Linked DNA regions of Mus musculus: region 1 is linked to region 2. A link is a contact called in public promoter capture Hi-C data. All regions are on one chromosome and are shown on one strand. The core of a region is the stretch at or near the end of the contact, and the rest is flanking DNA. Distances in the headings are between cores, read along the strand shown.

What was found. Promoter capture Hi-C pulls out the DNA fragments that hold promoters and counts their contacts.
Region 1: a promoter capture Hi-C map of neural stem cells shows a contact between it and region 2. The contact joins the promoter of Hyal1 here to the promoter of Dock3 in region 2. A contact is called at or near these places in 1 of 39 promoter capture datasets (neural stem cells) and 1 of 115 datasets of contacts at active chromatin or transcription factors (microglia).

Annotation. Positions count from the first base shown.
Region 1 is chr9:107,575,342-107,581,959 of GRCm38.p6, forward strand. It overlaps Hyal1 (hyaluronoglucosaminidase 1), which reads left to right and starts at 1,609. Exons shown (of 4, transcript NM_008317.6): 1 at 1,609-1,737; 2 at 2,212-3,135; 3 at 3,540-3,629; 4 at 3,759-5,610. The coding sequence starts at 1,717. The coding sequence ends at 4,073. Naa80 (N(alpha)-acetyltransferase 80, NatH catalytic subunit) reads left to right here and starts at 5,328. Exons shown (of 2, transcript NM_019750.4): 1 at 5,328-5,594. Hyal3 (hyaluronoglucosaminidase 3) reads left to right here and starts at 5,955. Exons shown (of 4, transcript NM_178020.3): 1 at 5,955-5,995.
Region 2 is chr9:107,226,926-107,234,199 of GRCm38.p6, forward strand. Dock3 (dedicator of cyto-kinesis 3) reads right to left here and starts at 4,984. Exons shown (of 53, transcript NM_153413.2): 1 at 4,547-4,984. The coding sequence starts at 4,583.

The DNA.
Region 1 (6,618 bases), core at 359-2,858, 350 kb after region 2:
ATTAAAAAATTATAAGATTCACAAGGCCCCTCTCCAAAACTAAAAAGTAATAAATAATTGCTGGAGAGGCGCTACCTACAAGCTGGCAAGCTGTACCAAAGCTACAACTTTTGTCAACTGTTGTTCTGGCCTAGGGTCGACCTTTTGGTGATGCAGCTGTCTTTGAGTGTCCCATGTTTCTGTAAGCAGCTCCCTATGTTCCTCCGGTAATGTGGCCCCGAAACCTCATTGATTTACCAAGCTAGACTTAGAATCAATTCTCTCACCTGTGGTCACCTGTGGTGTCTGGAAATGAATAGAAGATTGTTCACGGAAAAAGTCACGTGACACCACAGTCTCTGAGGGCTAGGGGAAAGGTCAGGTTAGGAAGGTGGGGTAGATCAAAGGCACTAAGCACACACTGCCAGGGAGGCCACGCCTATATGGTAGCCCCAAGGTGAATGCCTAAGGGGTTCGGTCATTCAGAATCAGACACAACTGCAGGCCCAGACAACTGCTTTATTCTGGGCGGGGCCATGCCTTTCCCTTCTACTTTCCTAACTTGGCAGGCAAGCCCGGACCTGAGCAACCAGATCATCTCAGTAAGCAGCCTGTGATTCAGTGAACTTGTAACTCACAACTGCATGAACACACACGTTACTTATGCGTGTACTCACTAATACACCCCTGCTCATTTCCACGGCCATGCAGATCCAGGGTCTCACGATCACCAAACAGCAAGGTCTCGTACATCATCCCAGGAACTGAGTCCTCACACTTGCAGGTATAAATACCTGGGAATTTGGGCACGAGCCCAGTTACCAACTAGAGCGTCACAAAGATGCAATCACTGACCTAGAATAGACAGAGCATGATGACACAACTCAACTTCATGAACACAGAACCTTCCAGAAACAAACAAGGACAGGTTAACCATTAGGCACAGCAGGCACAGACAGGACTTAAGAACAAAAGGTTTATTTGTTTGGCTTGTGTACGTGTGTGTGTGTGTGTGTGTGTGTGTGTGTGTGTGTATACATGTGTAAAGTAAAAGCCAAGGGTCAATTCAATGCGTTCCTCTATTGCTCTTCACACGTTTTCCTTCCTAAGGTAGCGTTTTACATTTACTTATATGTCCACGTGGGCATGTGCGGGCCCGTGGAGCTTGGATAGCAGGAAATGCCTTTTGGACGGGATTAGGGACAGAGCTCAGCAGTAAAGCACTTGGCTAGCAAACAGGAGATCCCAGCCCAAAACAAGCAAAACCCAAACTGTTGGAGCAATGTTTTTGTACCCTGTGTGAAGACAGTCTCTGACCTTTCTTGCCTGCCTAAGGCAAAAACAAACAAAAAACCCAACTTGTTTCAATGAGGAGGGGGTCCCACAAAGACAAAAGTGCCTAGGGCCAAAACTGTCACAGTGAGGAGAAAGTACTCTGGAAGCATATAGTCCTCAGGGACCACACTGCGGGACCACACATTTGCTTGCCCGGCTGTCCACACAAAGAGTGTTGTCTGAGTAGGAGGGGCTGTTTGCTAGTCCAGCCCCAGTCCCGCCCCGCCCCGTGCCAAGGCCAGCCTATTGGTTGGGTGGGGTGACTATCTCCAAAAGCTCCAAGTTTCCCTGAGCAGCAGCCGCCGCAGCTTCTCTAAGCTGGTGCAACTAGGACCAGCTTGCGGGACAGAATCCGGCCAAGACATGCTTGGGCTTACACAGCATGCTCAGAAAGTTTGGAGAATGAAGCCCTTCAGTCCTGAGGTCAGCAGGGACCAGTGGGCAGCTGGAGGGTCTCCAGGGCTGGGCTGGTTTTGGCCGCTTGAGCATCTCTTTCCCCCAGTGGCTGCCAGTTTTTCTGGTGGAAGAAACGGAATAGTCTCCCTTGTTCACCAGGTCGGCCAGGACCTAGGGCCTAGGTCTCAGCTCCTCTTTCAGGACCGATGTAATGGGTTCCTCTGGCCCCTGGGAGGAAAGTGGGTAAGGTCAGGCCAAGGCAAAGCTTGAGGGGACGCAGATGGCAGGTTCCTGGCCACAGAGGAGATTCACTTATACCCTTCATGGCAATGCCCCTTTCCAAGTCTCCGGTCTGCTCTCTGACCTTGCTGATCCCTGCAGATCAGTGTCCAGCTGACATCTCAGCAGGGACAAAACTGTGATCAAGGGACTGGACCCAGCTACTTTAAGTAGGGGTCAAAAAGTTTGAGACATGCCTTGAACTCTGCCTCCCTTGGCCAGGTTTCCCCAGGCTCATCCCCTGCCACCGCAGGCCACCTGCTTCGCATCTCTACTCTCTTCCTGACTTTGCTCGAGTTGGCCCAAGTCTGCAGAGGTTCCGTGGTATCCAACCGGCCATTCATCACTGTTTGGAATGGAGACACTCATTGGTGCCTGACGGAGTATGGAGTGGATGTGGATGTCAGTGTCTTCGATGTGGTTGCCAACAAGGAGCAGAGTTTCCAAGGCTCTAACATGACAATTTTCTACAGAGAGGAATTGGGCACCTACCCCTACTATACACCCACAGGGGAACCCGTATTTGGTGGTCTGCCCCAGAATGCCAGCCTGGTTACCCACCTTGCTCACACATTCCAGGACATCAAGGCTGCCATGCCTGAACCTGACTTCTCAGGACTGGCAGTCATTGATTGGGAGGCTTGGCGCCCACGGTGGGCCTTCAACTGGGACAGCAAGGACATTTATCGGCAGCGCTCAATGGAACTGGTCCAGGCAGAGCACCCTGATTGGCCAGAAACTTTAGTGGAGGCAGCAGCCAAAAACCAGTTCCAGGAAGCTGCAGAGGCCTGGATGGCAGGCACCCTCCAACTGGGGCAGGTACTGCGTCCCCGTGGCCTCTGGGGCTACTATGGCTTCCCTGACTGCTACAACAACGACTTTCTAAGTCTCAACTACACAGGCCAGTGCCCAGTATTCGTCCGTGATCAGAACGACCAGCTAGGGTGGTTGTGGAACCAGAGCTATGCCCTTTACCCCAGTATTTATTTGCCTGCAGCACTGATGGGCACAGAGAAGTCACAGATGTACGTTCGACACCGTGTGCAAGAGGCGCTCCGTGTGGCTATAGTTTCCAGAGACCCCCATGTGCCCGTAATGCCCTACGTCCAGATCTTCTATGAAATGACAGATTATCTTCTGCCCCTGGTGAGTCCTCTGTGACTTTGTCAGCCGTCCTTGTTAGGTAATATGGTAATAGTCCAACCGCTGAGTCCACTTGACTTCAGAGTATTACAATCTTTGGGGAAAGTAGGGGAGGTTCTTGGGGCTTCGTCCAAATTGTTTTACTCCTGACTTAAATACTCCAGTGCTTTGTCCATTCATTCCCCCCCCCCCACCCCCCCCCCCACAAAACATCTACTTTATGCTAAATTCTGTATGAAGCATGAGAAATTCAGAACAGAGAACAGGCTTGCCCCTGGCCACCAACACTAGAGCGGCCTCAGGTGAAGGTTAGAGATTATTTGTCCCATCCAGTGATGTCCCAGCAGTTCCCACAGGGAGGAAGGACAGTAAGCCTTATACAACCGTGCCTGCAATCTCCTTCCCAGGAGGAACTGGAGCACAGCCTGGGGGAGAGTGCAGCCCAGGGAGTGGCAGGAGCAGTGCTCTGGCTAAGCTCAGACAAAACAAGTACCAAGGTAAGTGGAGGCCTGGGAGTAGGGCAGGGATGAGGGGAGACTGGCTTCCTCTCGCTACTCCTGACATCCTGGCTAAGCACCAGGCAAGCACATGGCTGTGGTGGTCCTTATGATCCCCTTCCCACTCAGGAATCATGCCAGGCCATTAAAGCATACATGGATTCCACACTTGGGCCCTTCATCGTGAACGTGACCAGTGCAGCTCTTTTGTGCAGCGAAGCTCTGTGTTCCGGCCATGGTCGCTGTGTCCGCCATCCAAGTTATCCTGAGGCTCTCCTCACCCTCAACCCTGCCAGTTTCTCCATTGAGCTAACACATGATGGCAGGCCCCCGAGCCTCAAGGGTACCCTCTCACTTAAGGACCGGGCGCAGATGGCTATGAAATTCAGGTGCCGATGCTACCGTGGATGGAGAGGCAAGTGGTGTGACAAGCGGGGTATGTGATGATTAGCTGCACCCAACTGCACACACTGAACACCTGACATACCCAGGGCCTACCTAGGACTTCCTCAAATACAGTCACATGCCCATAAGTCACAGGAGTACACTCCACCACTGACATGGCCACAGGCACATAGGCACAGTCACGGGAATAGTCACATAGTGAATCAGAGTTTAGGACAGGCACTATCCATTCTGAGCCTAGAAGGACCTAATTGTCAGCAGGATCACAGGCAGTTCCTCCAGAATCTATGAGTCAGCAGACACAAAAGCTGGCATTTGCCATATGTCAGCTCTGTGCCAAGCCCTATGCTAATAAGCAAGCACTAGAAGTGGGCTAACTCATTCAGTCTTTGCAATGGACATGCAGGGAAGCTGAGCCTTTTTCATTCACTTACCTCACACAAGCTACCCAGCCACTGAGGGTTGCCCAGCAAGAAGAGACAAGCAAGGCCAGGCATGGATGATGCACACCTTAGATCCCAGTACTTGGGAGGCAAGGCCAGCCTGGTCTACATATTGAGCTCCAGGACAGCCAGGACTACACAGAGAGACACTGTTGGCGCATGCCTTTAATCCCAGCACTTGGGAGGCAGAGGCAGGCCAATTTCTGAGTTTGAGGCCAGCCTCGTCTACAGAGTGAGTTCCAGGACAGCCAGGGCTACACAGAGAAACCCTGTCTCAAAAACAAAAAAAACAAACAAAAAAAACCAAACAAACAAAAAACAAAACAAAACAACCAACCAACCAGGAGAGATGCATTTTGAAATCTAGGCTATCTAGCTCCAAAGATAGAACCTTGCACACCTACTGCATGCTGATGGTACCCTCAGAGGGCTGGGGAAACACAAGCATCACTCTATAGGATCCCTGAATCTGCTCAGAGTACTAGCATCACTCAACCCGGCAAACAAAGCTGTCTTATATTACTTAGCTGTTTAATTAGCTCCTAAAATAGGCAGGTCTCAGAACCCAGAAGGCACTGGAAAGGCTCTATACTTTCATCCAATTGTGTTGTCTGAAGACGACTGCTTTCCATGATCAGGAGGAAGTTCCACCTGATCAGGCCATTTCCACCAACCCACGAGGACTGGAGACCCTACAAGAGCGGAAACAAAGTGAAACTCTCATTTCTTTGAGCCTGGAGCTAGGAGAGGGGCAGGCGGAGCTGAACACAGGCAAGCTGCTAGAAGCCGGCTAGAGCCAAGAGGAGGCGGAGCCAACGAAAGGAAACTACGGGCCTAGTTGCCAGTCACCACCGGAAGGGAAGAAGCCAGGGACAGAATGGGCCTACAGGAGTTCTGTTGTGACGCTCAGAACCAGGGGCGGGGTGTCTAGGTAGGGACGTTCCGGGCGGGCACTGAGAACTTAGGAGGAGGTGCTCTGTCTCCTGCGAAGACTGCAGTGAGTCCTCCGTACTGCTGGGACCAGCGTAGGCAGACCGAGGAGTTGGAGCCAGAGACAGCGAGTTACCCGACCGAGCGCAGGCAGGACGTGGATCATCCCGGAATTCGGCTTTAACATGTCAGTATCACCCTCACTTCTCACATGCTGCCCGTTTATCCACCCTGCGCCTGTGGTCCCCAAAGTTACAGTGTCGCTCAAGTCTTCCCAGTGTTTCCCTTTCCCTTAGAGCTTAGTGCTTGTTAAGCCACACCCACCATAATCGAGCTTTCAAAACCCCCACTCCCAAAAGATCCATGGCCCATGGCCCACAAGGGGTAAGTGCAGACTCTCCCTGAAGACCCGAAGCTTCGCTCCACTTACAGTGGTGGGGTCCGCAATGAAGGGGTTAAACCTGTCTGGGGGGGGAACCCTGGCGCTCTGAGCTAGGGGCGGACCCTAAGGTTCCTCCTTCCTGGCCTTACTTAGAAGGTGTGGGAGCTGGGGAGGGAGTACTGTGTCTGCGGAGCCACCTGAGCCAGGTAAGAGGCTTAAAGCCTGGTGTTTGAGATTTGGGGGGAAGGGGGGAGAGGGCTGTCCTCAGGCTCAGGGAAATTTGGGAAAGGGAGTCAGGAGGCCCGTCCTACAGTAAATGAGTAAAGGAGTGGGACCCACTGTCCATCCACTGCAAGAAATCCCCCAACATAGACCCTCCTGCCAGCAGATCCTAGAATAAGGCAGGTAAACAATGGAGTTTCTAGCTGGAGCATTATGGTCTACACCTTTCATCCCAGCACTAGAGGCAAAGACAGGCAGATCTTTGTTGCCTACAAGTGAGTTCCAGGTCAGCCAGGTCAGTTACACATAGAAACCCTGTCTCAAAAAAACAAACAAACAAAAAAACCAAAAAAAAAAAAAAAAAAAAAACAGTGCAGTGGAGTTTCAGCAGGGAGGCCCAGGTCCCCAAAGTAGTGGCCGTTGGACACCTGTAGATTTAGGAAGGAAGCCATGGTCCTTATCAGGGTGACTATGAAACTCAGACCAGAGGCAAGCAGACTTGCAAAAGCCACATTCTATGTAATGGGCCAAGCTCCACGGCAGTACCATCAGAGCCCCATGTGTAGGGACAGAAGGACCCAAGGCCAAAGTGTCCTGAATTGGACGG
Region 2 (7,274 bases), core at 3,734-6,233:
AGTCACTAAACTCTCTCTCTCAAACCTACAAGGAAACACTGTTGTTTGTTGTTGTTGTTGTTGTATGTGGTTGTTTGGTTTAACTATGAGTTACAAAAAACAGTAAGTTACCACCAATATGTTTTAAATTTTTTATTACATTCTTATTTATTCTGTGCACAAGTGTGTCTGAGCACATGTGTGCTATAACATGTGTGAGAAAGTCAGAGGACAACTTGCAGGGGTTGGTTCTCTCCTTCCACATGTGGCTCCTTTCTAGAGATCAAACTATAGAACCTTAAGCTGTATTTTCTCTATGATCTGTTAAAGGCCAAAAATTGCACTAGTGGAGCTGGAGATAGCTCAATGGTTTAAGAGCACTAGCTGCCCTCACATGGCAGCTCACATTCATCTCTAATTCCAGTCCCAAGGGATCTGATATCCTCTTATGGCCTCCCTGGACAGCAGGCATGCACATAATACACAGAAATATGAAGTTGGAATACCCATACACATATTTTCTTAATTTTAAATTGACCTGGTGAAAGGTATAATCCAAGCAATTTATATTGAGGGAAAAACAAAGATGTATAGGAATGTACATGAAGTCATCAATTCTAGTTAGCAATAACAATATTCTAACTGGGCACTGGTGGTGCACACCTTCAATCCCAGCACTTGGAAGACAGAGCCAGGCAGATCTCTCTCTGTAGGCTTAAGACCAGCCTGGTCTATAGAGCAAGTTCCAGGACTGCCAAGGCTATACAGAGAAACCCTGTCTTGGGGGTGGGGGGAGAATACCCTTGTTATTATTACAGCTGTGCAGTAATAATATGGGCTCCACTTGAGTAGAGAAGGTCAAATACACAACTGGTAAAGATGCAGTACTACATCTATGTTTATCATGCTGTAATTTTACCACAAATGTTGTTTCTCACTCACTAGCAAAAACACATAAATGAGTACTGAGAGAAGAGGAGGATAGTATGTGGAAGTAGGTTGAGATTTTATAGCACTGTAGACAAACAGGAAAACGGGAAGTTTCTGAAAGACTCATTTCCCAACAAAGTCATTATCCTCACTAAAATATCCTAATGTGTAATATAACAAGTACCTGGGCCACTGCTAAAATAAGTGGTGACGTATTTATGTATGTTTTAAAAATTAAAAAATGTCTTCAGAGACTATGTGCAAAAACTTTACAAAATATTGCTTCTCAACACATAATTTGTCTGGAGGGAGGTATACAAGAGACTTGAGAGCACAATCATAAATAGGCTTGTTCACTACGGTAAAATCGTAACACTGGAAATAAATCCCTAATATAGCAGACCAACTGCTGTTTACACAGTAGGAATAATTTTAAACATTCTTACTATCAACAATAAAGATACAAATTTCAGAAGATTCAGAAGCTATTGAAAGTTAATGTTCAACACCACTGTAGACACGGAGTGTGAATATGAGGCATTTCCAACCTCAATGGCTTCTTTTCAGACCATTGTGCTTTAGGATGTGTCTAAAGATGCTACATCTGGACCTGAAACTTCTGGCTCAGAAGTTAAGAGATGTGCTATTTTCCAAAGGACCTGGAGTTCAGATTCCCACACCCATCCATGTCTAGCAGCTCACAAATGCCTGAGTTCCAGCTCTAGAGGTTCTGACACCTTCTTCTGCCCTCTGTGAACACTGGAACAAACTTGGCAGACACAAAAAACAGACATATAAATAAAATAAAGTAAAAATTTTAATGTTAACATTCTCTGCAAATATTAAACCAATGATTATAAATTATAGATTATATCCTTGTGTTTAAGAACAAATTAAAGTTCTGGATTTGCCTCAAAAAGAGGTATTGGTTCTCTCCCAGAGGTTTCAAAAACTGGGCTTCCCTCTTGTGATTGAAGGGCCATAAAATAACCAATGAAGCCACTATCTTCAGGCTATTCTAGGAACCAGTGAATTGACTCAAATATTGTAGACAGTGGATCTTTCCCACCTCAGACTCCTCTATACTACAGATCTTTTTTCCCTTTCCTTCCTTCTTTCATCCTTTCTTTCTTTCTTCCCTCCTTCTGATGCCTCCTCAAAATCCTGATCCTTGGATCTCCTGAATTCAAGGTGATATGAACCACACCAGGCTCTACCCACAGACCTTTAGAAACTAAATCTCTGTTAAATTCAGTGAGATGGCTCAGTGGGCTAAGTCACCTGCCAGCAAGTCTGATGACCTGAGTTCAATCCCCAAAACACACACAGTAAAGGGGAAAAACCCCAAACTCCTCAAGGTGTTTTATGACCTCCACCTGCATGTCATAGTATGGGTACACCCATTCTCCACACCAACAAATACATGAATGTTTACTTTTAGAAAGCTGAACTCAAAACATTTTCTTATAGAAACAGTGGTAATAGTTAAACTTTCAAGCTAGTCCTTAGCTTGAAATCAAACAAATGGAAAACTAATTTAAAAATTAATTGTATTGCCTTTTTATCATTATTAAGTACAATATTGAACATATCTTACAGATTGAATTAGATTTTTAGAAAACACCTAGGAGTGCGGCCCCTAAGTTTATGGAGGGGAGGAAGTCCGGAGTTTTAAGCAATTTAAACAAAAACTTTTAGACCATAATAGGAAATGACAGTTGGAAAAAACTGTTAGAGAAATATCCAGTAGTTGCTTTTTTATAGAAGAAGAAGAAGAAGAAGAAGAAGAAGAAGAAGAAGAAGAAGAAGAAGAAGAAGAAGAAGAAGAAGAAGAGGAGAAAGAAAGAAAGAAAGAAAGAAAGAAAGAAAGAAAGAAAGAAAGAAAGAAAGAAAGAAAGAAAGAAAGCATCAAAATTATACCAGACCACAGCTACAAAGAAACTATCGTCAGAGTAACAACAGGCCATTTAAGATCTAAGGTGTATGCAATCCTATGCTCCTCTGCAGGGAATGACAATTTTTTCTAAAGCTAATCTCATTCCATCTGATTGCTTTGAATTACCAGACTCAGAACTAACACACCATTATATAGTGTCATCACTGTCTAAGTATTAATGGGGAGATTAACATTTACAAACTACTTAGTGTGTACTTGTTTGGTTTTCACAACCCTGTAAGATATGTTAACACGAGCCCTCATTTACACATTAAGAAAATTATTTACATAATTTTCCCAAAGCACCAGTAAAAAAGAAGCCAGCACTCTGAATCCCACTATCAGCATTACTTGAGAGTTCCTCCCCAGAAGGGAAAAATTTATCAAGTACCACTGGACAGCTGACCACTTTCACACTGATTGTTTGTTATTCTAATTAAGTAGTTCTGATAGCAGAAGAACCATCAACTCCTCATTTCACAGTAGCAACTTAGTATTCAAGGAATGCTTTAAATAGAAAAGGTAAAAGAGTCCCTAGGGGTGAATCCTGGCCTGTGCACCATTTCCTAATTCCTTTTCAAAAGACTCTAGAACTTGGGGTCTTTTACCAGGTCCTCTGTAGCATAGCTAATTATAAACTTTAGAATGTTAGTTTTCAGAAGAAGATAGAGGGCCCCTCTACTATAAACAGTATTTTTACATACCTTGCCTGATGGTATTACAAAACGATTGCACTTTACAAAACCACTGCGGTTTACAAAGTTTCTTTATAATGAATTATTAAGGAAATGCTGTTAGAACTGTTGCATTGATTGAAATAATAATTTGCCTTTAAGCAATATACTTCCTATACATTTTCTAAAATTTTCCATTACAAGCTAAGAACAAAAAACCCTGCACACTCCACATTTTAAATATTTGTAACCAAATCCAATAGGTTATTTACAATGATGTAAAGTGGCTGGCCACGAAATACTAACATTGTAAAGATAAAACACTCAGTCCCTTAAAAACTGAATTTTTTTTTAAAGAAATGGAATATTAAAAGAAATCGTTAACCTTCGGGAGTTTCACCTAACAGTTTAAGAAGAAACTAAGGAGTATCGTTCTCATTTGAAAACAGATTTGTTTTTTTAAAAAATGTCAGCAAAATGCACTAAACTTTAACAATGATGTATGTCCAAAACAATTCCCACAGTAGTAGAGGAACTATTTCTAACCCTTAAAGCAAAATAAAGATCTGCATCATTTTAGACTGAGCGAATGAGGTCAACGTTTTGCATCCTTTTTTGTAAGCTTCCAATCGGAAAATAAACAACCATCGGGCTCATCAACCTTGGTGCAGAAATTCACTAAAATCAAGGTTTTGACTGCTGAAGATGCATCTTCCTGGGTAAACTGTCCAGCGCCTCACATCACAAACCTCCCGCAACTGCCCCGGCCTTGCGGCCCCTCCCGCTCGCCCGCCCGCCCGCCCGCCCGCCGCACCTGCTGAGGCCGCACCGCCAGCGCCCCCTGCCGCCCTCCCGCACCCAGAGCCCCGGGCCCATCCCCGCGCTGGTACCGCACCCGCCCCGCGCCGAGGCCGCACAGTGTGCGGGCAGGGGCGGAGGAGCCGGGGCAGCAGCAATCGAGGCGGGGCCCGGGACTTGGGCACGTGCCCCCGAGCCCCCGCCGCTGCCAGGCCCCAGCCTCACCTACCTACGCCGTATTTCTCCTCCTCCGTGGGGGTCCACATGGCCGGGCCGGGCGCAGCCCCGCGGGCGCGGCGGCTGGGTGACAGCTCGCAGGGGACGGCCGCAGGGGCGGCCGCGGGCCCGGCTGTGGCGCACCGCGAGGCAAGGCGGGGGCGGTCAGGCGGCGCGGGGCAGTAGGCGGCGCATCCCTCACAGGCCGTCCGGGATGCCACCGCCACCGCCGGATGCCACGTCCTGACCGACCGCGAGACTCCACGGGCGGCCGAGGAGCCCCTGGCGACGCGGGCGAGGGCTCACCACCTGTCCGTCTCCACCGTCCCCGCGCCGCCGTTCGGTCCCTCACAGCTCCGTCGCTGGCTTCCCGGCGCCGCCGCGGCTCGGATCGCCTCAGCGGGCTCGCGGGACGCCCGCGCATGCGCCGCTCCCTGGCGCGCGGGGGCTCGCAATACCCGGGCTCGCGCCGCCCGCCCGAGCCCGCGCGCGAATCCACGAGACGCCGCTGCGGGCCAGCGGAGGGAAATCTGCGAGAAGGGATTGGATAGCCCGGCCCGGGAGGCCAACTCCCTCCGCCCCCCCCCCAACAGAGCCTTTGGCTGCAGCTACCGCAGAACGGGGTCGTGGTCCTGCGTGAGGAAGGCCACGGTGTCTCATGCCAGGCGTACTGAGATGGCCGCTCCACCTCTTGTCAGAGAGAGGAGAACCAGTAAAAATGGGGACATCGTTATTAAACTCATGTCGTTGTCACATTGCTATCACAGCCACATCCTCTGAAAGGTCCTCTTCTGCCATCCCGGGGCTCAGGGAGTAACGGGAGGGAGAAGCTGGCAGAATGGGATCATCGCTTCAAAGGAACTGAGTGATGTGCAGGGGGTTCTTGGGCTCCTAGGATGCCGCATATAGGCCAAGGCTTCTAACACCTCCTGAGTTCTTTTGTTGACTTGGCTGCTGTGGTGTGTGTGTGTGGCCTGAACAAGCTTAGCGGCCTTCATGTTCAAGAAGTCTTTCCTTTCCCAATTATATCTAGTTGTGTACCCCAGACCTATGCCACCGCCTCTGCGGGACATAGGTCTTCACCTCCAGCCATCCTGAGGTCTGACTCCCTCCTAGAACTTTATTCCTCCATCTCCTAAGAATTCATTCGCTCTGATAGCTACCAACATTACCTTATGACCCGCTACTGTCAACTACTGAGCAAAGACTGGGAACTTCTGGACTCTATATTTAGACCCAGCATATATCCAAACATCTCTTGTCACCAGCACTGTATACCTCGCTATCGCTCTTGGATGTCTTATTCTTCAAAGCCCATCTCAGCATCTCTAGTCCAGGATCCAGGAAGCCTAAACTAGTACAGCAGTCAACATGGTGACATTTTTATTGTGCTTTATTCTAAAGTGTGTGTGTGTGTGTGGAGAGAGAGAGAGAGAGAGAGAGAGAGAGAGAGAGAGAGAGAGAGGTCTCCTGGGAGAGCAGTAGCCAACACCATTTTCTCCAGCCTCTTCTTTTGGCTGAGATTTCAGGTATCCATTTGTATCCAAGAACTCTAATCTTTCTCCCATAGGACTGTCAGCGTATAGACCCACACAGTCAAGCTTTAGGCTAAAGTCATCCTTCTGGCCTCTCAGACTCCACCCAACTCAACAGTGAGTTCATGGCCATTAATTGAAAAGCAGGGCTAAAATAAGACTATTCTGATGCAAGTGACACTCACTTGTAATTATACCACTGTGAAAGGTGAGGCAAAAGAATCCAGCCTGGGGAGGCCAGCCTGGGCTACATATAGGCATCTTTTTTTATTATTTAAAAATAAATATCTTAATAATTGCCAGACTTTGTGAATTCCTTCTCCAAAGTATCCTGACCGTCCTCATCCTCACCTGGACTATAGCCACCACCTCATGGTCTATGGACTCTTTCATCTACCTATGAAGGCTGCCAGTCCTCCCCAGAAAGTGTCTGTTCTGTGAACAATTTAATTTCTCAATAATCAGATACACTATGAGAGTAGAAGGGGGATCAGGAACCAAAAGCAAGACAACAGAGATGCCCTGGTTTATTTAGCTAGTTCTTCCAGGGACATGGACCTCAGTCCGATGGTAGTCATGAAGGGCGTTCCACAGAATGGAGCCATGTTCCCATGAAGCTCTCTCCAGAGAGCTCTGACCAGCCAGCACAGCCAAGCAACACAGGTCTTCTGAACACCCATGAAACTCATTTCATCCACTACTTCCATCCCTTGGCTGGTATACATGATGGCGGTTACAGAGCCTAAGGTCTGGTTTTCCCAACGTTTGTGCCCATTTCCCAACAGAGACAATCCACTGTACTGCCGCCCATCTCAGCTCTGAGGTCAGAGAACACTAATTCCAACAAGTGACAAGAGAAGAAAGGGGGCCAAGGAGGATGAAGGAGACATTTGGTTATGGTCTGGACTCGTTTGATTTAGCTGTTTGCACTAAATTTAGGTCGTTTTCTTGGAATAACACGAAAGGACACAGCATGTTGTGGAGAGTCAGACCTCAGCAGAACTGTGAACCTGTGATGTCCCCATAGCATGTGATGTCCCCATAGCATGTGATGTCCCCATAGCATGTGATCCAAGCCCTCCCTTCCTCGGGCTCTTAGTCCACTTGACAACCCCCAACACACAACGCTTGCATCTGAAAACTCAGAATCCTCACTGACTTCCTCCTTCTTGTTACCCAGTTTGTTGTATCCCTGCCAGTAGTACC